Regions from separate parts of the Hordeum vulgare genome. Here region 2 is linked to region 1. A link is a contact called in public Hi-C data. All regions are on one chromosome and are shown on one strand. The core of a region is the stretch at or near the end of the contact, and the rest is flanking DNA. Distances in the headings are between cores, read along the strand shown. Region 1 has its middle 220 kb from the start of LOC123446207. Region 2 has its middle 180 kb from the start of LOC123446208.

Region 1 (3,922 bases), core at 751-3,250:
CCTGGCTCAGCGCTTCAATCTTGTCGTTGGGGGGGGGGGGTCCTCCGCTTGATTCGTGATTGGAATTTGTCCGAGTCTCTAGAGATCTTGAGTTTTTGCCATTCAGCAGCCACCTTTTTTTGAGGCGTCTCACCTTGGGTTGATGTCGCCATCGACGACTCCCTCTACTATGGTGTGCGCGGTTCACTCTCGTGTGGTTGAGCGCCAACGAGAAGGCAGAGCACGAAGGCAACGGCAATGACAACGGTGTCGGCGGCGATAATCCTAGAAGAAAACAAAAGAGGGCGATGGGTGCGGGAGTGGATCCTCTAACATATATTAGAGAAGTCACGTAAGCTATAGTGCAAACTAGTGCAAAAAAGAGAAGAAAAGTGACGGTTGTTTTAGCAAACATTGCATTTATCGACTCTAGGAGATACTATATGCAGTTTACTGTTGATATAAATTACTATTTTGTCACCATATTTTTGTTCGCAAGCAACTTTTGTAAATATATATGGTACATTTGTAGTTTGCAAATTAATTCAAGTCATTTTAGCCTTAAGCGCACAAATGTGAAGGAGGGAAGTTGTAGCTTACGTGACTTCTCTCCTTCATGTTAGAGGATCCAGTTCCGCCGCATGCGAGGGGGAAGAGTCGTTCGCTCGCTGCCCACTCTTGCACGAAATCGTGTTTTGTTTCTCTCTTCCTTCGGTATAGTAAAACCCGGCACATTAAAAATTGACAGGTGGACAGAACCAGCGCCCGCCCTTCCAGCAATGCTTATTGTATGAAGAATGTCGCTTGTTACATTCTAAACAGCGCGCTTTTTGCAGATTAAATAACAGAAAACAAAAACGTTACATGAACGAGTCTAGCACTAAGAAAATGTCATAGCATTTCAAAAAAATAATCTTGACAATTTTAAAAAACATATATAAAGTAAAAAAATCATGTAATTTTTTAATACAATGCAGAGCAAGCGCTTACATAATTATAAAAAAATATGTATCATCCAAAAATAATATAAACTGCATTATAGAAAATGTCCATGCATTGCAAGTAAATGTTCGTAGAATTTATATTAAATTTTATTTACCATATAAAAAATTGATCGTGTGGCTTAAACTAACGTTTCATATCTATCAACAAATTATTTCAATGTGTATTCTAAAATTGCTTAACATGCATTTATTTTGAAAAATGTTGAACGTGTATTTAAAAGATATTTTAGCTGTCTAAAGAAATATAATATCCATTAAAAAAGTAGACAGCAAAATATATATTTACAAAAAATCTTGTACTTAAGAAATGTTAAACATGTACTACTTTAACGTATATTGTGTATGAAAATAAAGTAAACATGTGTTAAAAAATAAAAAAAGGAAAAATAAAGATATCTATTTCTACTAATAAAAAGTAGATATTCTTAGCTTGTGACATTATTTTACAGAAAAATCCTAATATATTTTTTATCTGAACCTGCAATCCCAAGCTCTTATTTGAGAAAAATGCCGAGCTCTTTTTGTTGATATCGATCTTGTGGCTAGCGTGTCGCTTCATGGGCCTAAGCCCATCCATTTCTCGCATCCTACGCTATGGCCCAACTTATAGCAGAGTCAAGGAGGCAAAAATGTTAGACACCAATGCATATATTTACAAAAAAATCATGTACTTGAAAATGTTAAACATGTATTACTTTATCGTGCATTGCCTATGAAAATAAAGTATACATGTGTTAAAAAAAATTAAAAAACGAAAAACAAAGATATCTATATCTATATCTATCTATATACCTACTAATAACAGAAATATATATTCTTAGTCTGTGAAGCTATTTTACAGAAAAATCCTAATATATTTTTTATCTTAACCCATAATCCCAAGCTCTTTTTTTAGAAAAATCCCGAGCTCTTTTTGTCGATATCGATCTTGTGGCTCACTTGTCGCTTCATGGGCCTTATCCCATCCATTTCTCGCAGCCTGTCCTATGGACCAATTTATACCAGACTCAAGGAGGCAAAAATGGGAGCTCCTAGTCGGCGCCTTAAGCGCCGGCTAGGAGAACCAGCGCCCACACACCTATATAAATGGGCCGTCCCAGTTTCAGGGTTCAAATTTCTATCAAAAACCAAGAAAGCAAATAAATAAAAAAATCATCAAAACGGAAAATGGTTCATAAATTTTAAAAGAAAACATAACGAATTCGGAAAATTTAATGTGATCTAAAAAAAAGTTCACACTTTTTAAAAATGTTCACGGATAATGAAAATTAGTTCATGAATTTCAAAAAAAGTATAAAAAAGTTAGTTGAACTGCAAAAAAAGTTCACAAAATCTTATAAAAGTTCATCATTTTTGTCAAAAGTTCACCCATTTCAAAAAAAGTTCATCAATTTTTAAAAAGTTCATAGAATTTTAAATAAAAAACACGTTTTTTGAAAAGGGTTCAGTGATTTCGAAAAATGTTCCTTGGTTTGAAAAATAGATAATCAGAAAAAGGCTGCATTTTTTTGAAAAAGTAAAATTTATACGAAAAGTAAAAAACGCAAATGAAAAAGTAATATAAAGAGTAAAGAAAATAAAAAGGAGAAAAAGAGAAAAAACGAAGAAAAATCAGTCCTGAAAAAACCAAAATGAAAAACCCATCTAGGAAGCTTCTAAAAACTTCACAAAACCGAAGAAATCTCCCTCCCTCTGGGCCAGCCATGACCGAGCGCTGCAGGCGCCGGCTAAGAAAAATACACATTAACCGACGCCAGGTGCGCCAAATAGGATTTCCTGTCAAAAATGGTCATTTTCTTTTTTGGCGCCACAATCGTCAGTTAATGTGCATTTTTGGTAACTGGCTTCTGTGGTGTTCGAACTGGGCTGGCACATCTAGACACCTGTGATGCTTTAAGAAAAATCTATGAACTTATTTCAATATTGATGATTTTTTCAAAATGCCAACGAATACTTTTTAAGATGGATGATTTTTTTTTTGAAAATAGATGATCTTTTTTGAAATTTGATGAACATATATTTGAAAATGAATGAACTTTTTAATATTGATGTACTTTTTTCAGTTCAATGTACTTTTTGAAAAAAATGTATGAACTTTTTTGGAATTTTTACGCACTTTTTTAATGTTTATTGAACTTTTGAAAATTTAATGAACTTATCCTAAATTGGATGAAATTTTTGTCATTTTCAAAAAACTTTTTATCAAATTGATGAACTTTTTATCAAAATTGATGAACCTTTTTAGAGATATGAGCTTTTTCCAATGGATGAAACTATTTTATTTAAATCTGTGTTCCTTTTTTATTGTTTATTTTTTTCATAACAGAAAAATCAAAAAAGAACTAGACAACACTTTAGTGGGTCGGTCCATGCTAGCAGCGCCAAATCGTTAACGGACGCCTGCCACCTCAGCTATGCGAGGTTTTCATCAAAGGAAGGATTGTCCTTTTGAATTAATTCCACGTCGCTCTTTTACATTTCACTAGCAAATATGCCCGTGCATTGTAACAGGAAAAAACTATTAGATTACGCAGGTGTGGTAGATATAAAAAAGTATGATTTCATAAATAAAAAATTTGATGCTCATGGCGACTTGATTTCTTAAGGCGTCACAACATAATATTTTGTGGCTGAACAAACTGCATTTACGGACCCTGCCTGAGCTATACTGATGAATGATGTGCCTCGACTTAACTTAGCGTAGCGGTGCTTACCATAACCAGTATTCTGGTACGAGAATAAACATAATTGTGTACAAAAATAACCCATAAAAAGTTGTGTCAATTTGGTTGGGCTCAGCATTGTACAAAACACGAAAACCTTTTTTTACCTAACGTGAGGGACTAAAAAAAATTCATAAAACAACCTCCAGAGATTTCGTAATAAAACCTGTATGTAAGCGACATTTAGTTTTGTTTATTATTTACGGATGTGGTTTA
Region 2 (3,922 bases), core at 514-3,013, 550 kb after region 1:
GTTTAACTAAAAATATTCACAATTTTATATATTTGTTCACGAATTGGAATTTATTTCATGTTTCCAAATTTGTTCACAATTCAGAAAGGTTCGCATATTCAAAAATGCTCACAATTTTATAATTTTGTTCACGAATTTGAAATTTATTCATGTTTCAAATTTGTTCATAATTAAAAAAATGTTTATGGTTTCAAAATTTGTTTACAATTTGAATTTTTTCCATGTTTCAAATTTTGTTCACAATTTGAAAACTGTTCATGGTTTCAATTTTTTTTTTTGCAGATTCAAAAAATGTTCATGGTTGTATAATTTTATTCTAAATTTAAAATTTATTCATATTTCAAATTTGTTAAAAATTCAAAAATATTCACTGTTTCAAAAGATGTTCTGGATTTTGAAAAAGTATTCTTCAAATCCTAAAAATATTTTTGCTTCAAATTATAAAGTTGAAGAAAAAAATAAAGAAAAAACGAACCAAAAAAGAAAAAAGGAAATAAGCAGAAAAGAAAAAAGAAACAGAAAAAAAATAAACTGGGCCGGAGGAGTCGGGCGTTCCCCTGTGCGTCCGTTCGGCAGTTTGCCGCAACAAGCGGCGCGTACGAGGTCCCTGGGAGTTATGTCTCGCCTGTGTCAAGCGGCGCTACTAGGCCAGCTCAGTACTATAGCTGCGGAGCGAGTTTTTTCTCTCGCCGGTTTTCTTATTGGTTTTCTCAATGTTTGCAGTGGATTGCTTCGTTTCCCCTTTATTACTATTATTTTATTTCATTTTTTCATTTCTCTTCGGTTTTGACCGGTTTTCAATGTTTTCTTTTAGTTACTTTTTTTTACTTTTTTATTTTTTATTCAACGCATGTCTACATTTTTTCGATACACCAATAATATTTTCTATACGCATTTATATGTTTATTCCAAATACATGATAATATTGATCAAGTACATGTTTTGATGTTTATATATTTTTATACACGTTGTACATTTTTATAAACATGTTTATTATATTTTTCAAATACATGATTAACATTTTTGAACATCGGATAAGATTTTTCTGAAATATGTCACCAACATATTTTGAAGGTTGTAAGCATTGTTTTAAGTTCCTTGGATACTTTGTTACATCGTTTTTTTAAGTGTCATGTATATTTTCTCAAACATGTGAACATTTTTAAATGTCACCATTTTTTTTCGAATCCTATGCATGGTTATTCAAAATTATGCTAACAAACTTTCTACTTTGCGTTGGCACTTCTGTTATTTGCAGTGTTCTATTTAATTATTTTTTCGAATATAGGTTTTTAGAATGTCTCAAAACAGAATAAAGTCTTTTTTTTGCAGGGAAAACATAATAAAGTTTTCTTCTGCTTTTTTGTGAAAGAAAACATAACAAGCTCTAAGTAATAAAAGTGAAAAATAAAGAAAATATGAATGTAATTAGTGTACTTATACAGTACTGTGCATGCCCAGTGAGTGCACTTCCTAATAATTCGAGGCGTACCTCTATCTCGCTGCAAGCGAGACAAAGACGAGTCCATTGGTACGCTCCCCATATGTATTTGCATTCTCCAAAGCCCAAGGCATTTGTAGGGTAACAGACGCAAGGAGTGCGCAAAGCATTCTTTTGAAATTTCCTCTAGGCCGGCCCGGTCCACCCATGTACTGATGTACTCCAGTTGTGCTAAAGAAACGGGTACTGATGTACTCCACTGTACCACTCTACTGTATCTGTGCGAGTTAATCCGAAAAACAGGCCAGTGAGTTTAATCGATTAGTTCAGCAGAGCCCATCGGAAGCATTCATACCCCTGGGCCTGCTGCCCAGGCCCAGGGACGATCTGATCCACCAATTACCAAGGCGAGCCAGCTAATCTATAGGGCGCCTCTGAGACAGGTTCCTGCATGCCGCATCCAATGCGAGTGTCCAGTTAATACATCTGTCAGGTCACATTCACCCGTCCGCCTGCATTCGTGCCCATCTTTGCTTCTGCTAAGCATTTATCAGTTCCGCAGACGTGGTAATTTCCCCTTCGGTAAAATTCAAGTACCTGTGCAATTGTTCAGGCCACCACGACGTCGAACTAGGGGGCGTTTCTCTTCTACCACTCCTGCTGTCATTTCCGTTCAAACAAGCTGCGGGTTAAAACTTTCAGATACAACAAGTTAGAGCTACTCCTACAACGGTTCAGGAACCCTAATCGCTTACATCCCCGGCGAAGAATAAGCAAGAGCTTTTTACCATCCCATCCATCATCCTGGGCGAATACTCATAGTTCCGTAGCAAAGCTGGAGGCATCAAATTGGCGGTAGCTGAGAGTGGTAAAGAGTTCGAGCATTGAAGACGCTGCACATAAGGTTGCATGCCATCACCACCCTGCACTGACATATTCATAATTCGTGGCAGCGTAGCAGTAGCAGTAGCAGTTGAGGCCATAGCAGGGAAAGAGGGCCATAATTTCTCGCCAGAATTTGACTGCAGCACAACAATGAAAATAGACTCTGCATTTCTGGCCTGGTCTGCTCTCTCCGTCGTCTCGTCCGGCCTAGATCTCATGCTCACCTCACGTATTCAGCAATGGCATGGAGGCAGCAGGTCCAGGCTGACCTGATGATGCGCGATGAGTAAACCGAGTTATGTTGTCAGGAGATGTCATCGTTTCAGGCTCGTGTAGACCGCCGGATGCCAGACAGCTAGCTCTAGCTAGCTCGCGCAATGCATAGCATGTTGGAACGTGCGTATGCAGGTCTACGCGATTCTTACTTCAGCCCGCTACTTGACGGAACTTGCGTAACTAGCGACATGAATAAAACTGATCGATGAATTTGTTGGCTAAAGACCCGTGTCGTGCCTTTGCTTTGTATTGCTTTTCGTTTTTCTGGTGTTACAATGAACACCCCTAGGGTGTCATTTATACACGTCCACAAGGTACTATGGAAATAGACTAGGACTAGGAATCATAATACTACTAGGACTAGGTTTGGCTTTCTTTCCTAATCCTAAAGAAACAACATGATTAACTTCTACATTCACCTCCTTAATCTTGTTGCTTGACTTCACTTCTTGCACTCCGACTTTCCTCTTTATCTCGATGAACTTCTGTCGACCGAGGGACTTGGTGAAAATATCGGTAAGTTGGTCTTTCGTGTTCACATGTTGAACCTCGATCAACCCTTCTTCAATGCACTCCCGGATATGGTGGAACCAGGTATCTATGTGCTTGCTCCTTTCGTGATTAACCGGATTTTTGCACAACGAGATTGCAGCTTGGTTATCGATCTTCAGTGACACCTTCTGCACCTCCCGCTTTGCAAGAATAGCTAGGAGTCTTCTCAACCACACTGCTTGACAAGCCGCCGTGCTTGCCGCTATGTATTCTGCCTCGCATGAAGACAGTGCCACCACCTTTTGCTTGTGAGAATTCCAGCTAATCGGATTCGGGCCAAGGTAGAAAACCATGCCCGTTGTGCTCTTTGGTCATCAACATCACCTACCATGTCACTATCTGAATATCCACGAAGGATCAATCCTTCCTTTCCCTTTCTGTACGTGCAACCAAGATTAATGGTGCCTTTCACATAGCGTAAGATTTGATTGACCGCGCTCATGTGCTCGATTGTCTGATTCTCCATGAAACGACTCACGATCCCAACTGAATAAGCCAAGTCAGGTCGGGTATGCACCAAATATCTTAGGCTGCCCACAACGCTTCGATACATTGTGGTGTCCACCGACGGATTTGAGCTACGCTTGCTCAACTTGTGACGTTGGTCCATTGGAACTTGTGTCTCGTAGCAATCTGACATGCCACACTTTTCCAATAACTTGACCGCGTAAGCCCATTGACATAGGGAAATCTCTCGGGAGTTTTGCTTCACTTTGATGCCCAAGTAATAGCTGAGTAATCCCAGATCACTCATGTTGAACTTGTTCT

What was found. A called contact is a pair of places that touch in the nucleus more often than the background predicts.
Region 2: a Hi-C map of leaf shows a contact between it and region 1, with 4 times the contacts expected there. The contact joins two enhancer-like sites. A contact is called at or near these places in 2 of 6 Hi-C or Micro-C datasets (leaf and seedling).

What each region holds. Positions count from the first base shown.
Region 1 is chr4H:103,700,196-103,704,117 of MorexV3_pseudomolecules_assembly, forward strand. No RefSeq gene overlaps it. Among protein-coding and RNA genes, the nearest start is that of LOC123446207, 220 kb to the left of the region's middle. Within about 2 kb of position 2,001, at least 1 of the 3 cell types and tissues checked has open chromatin away from gene starts, as enhancers often do. A contact at or near this core is called in leaf, where this site is marked.
Region 2 is chr4H:104,245,953-104,249,874 of MorexV3_pseudomolecules_assembly, forward strand. No RefSeq gene overlaps it. Among protein-coding and RNA genes, the nearest start is that of LOC123446208, 180 kb to the right of the region's middle. Within about 2 kb of position 1,764, at least 3 of the 3 cell types and tissues checked have open chromatin away from gene starts, as enhancers often do. A contact at or near this core is called in leaf, where this site is marked.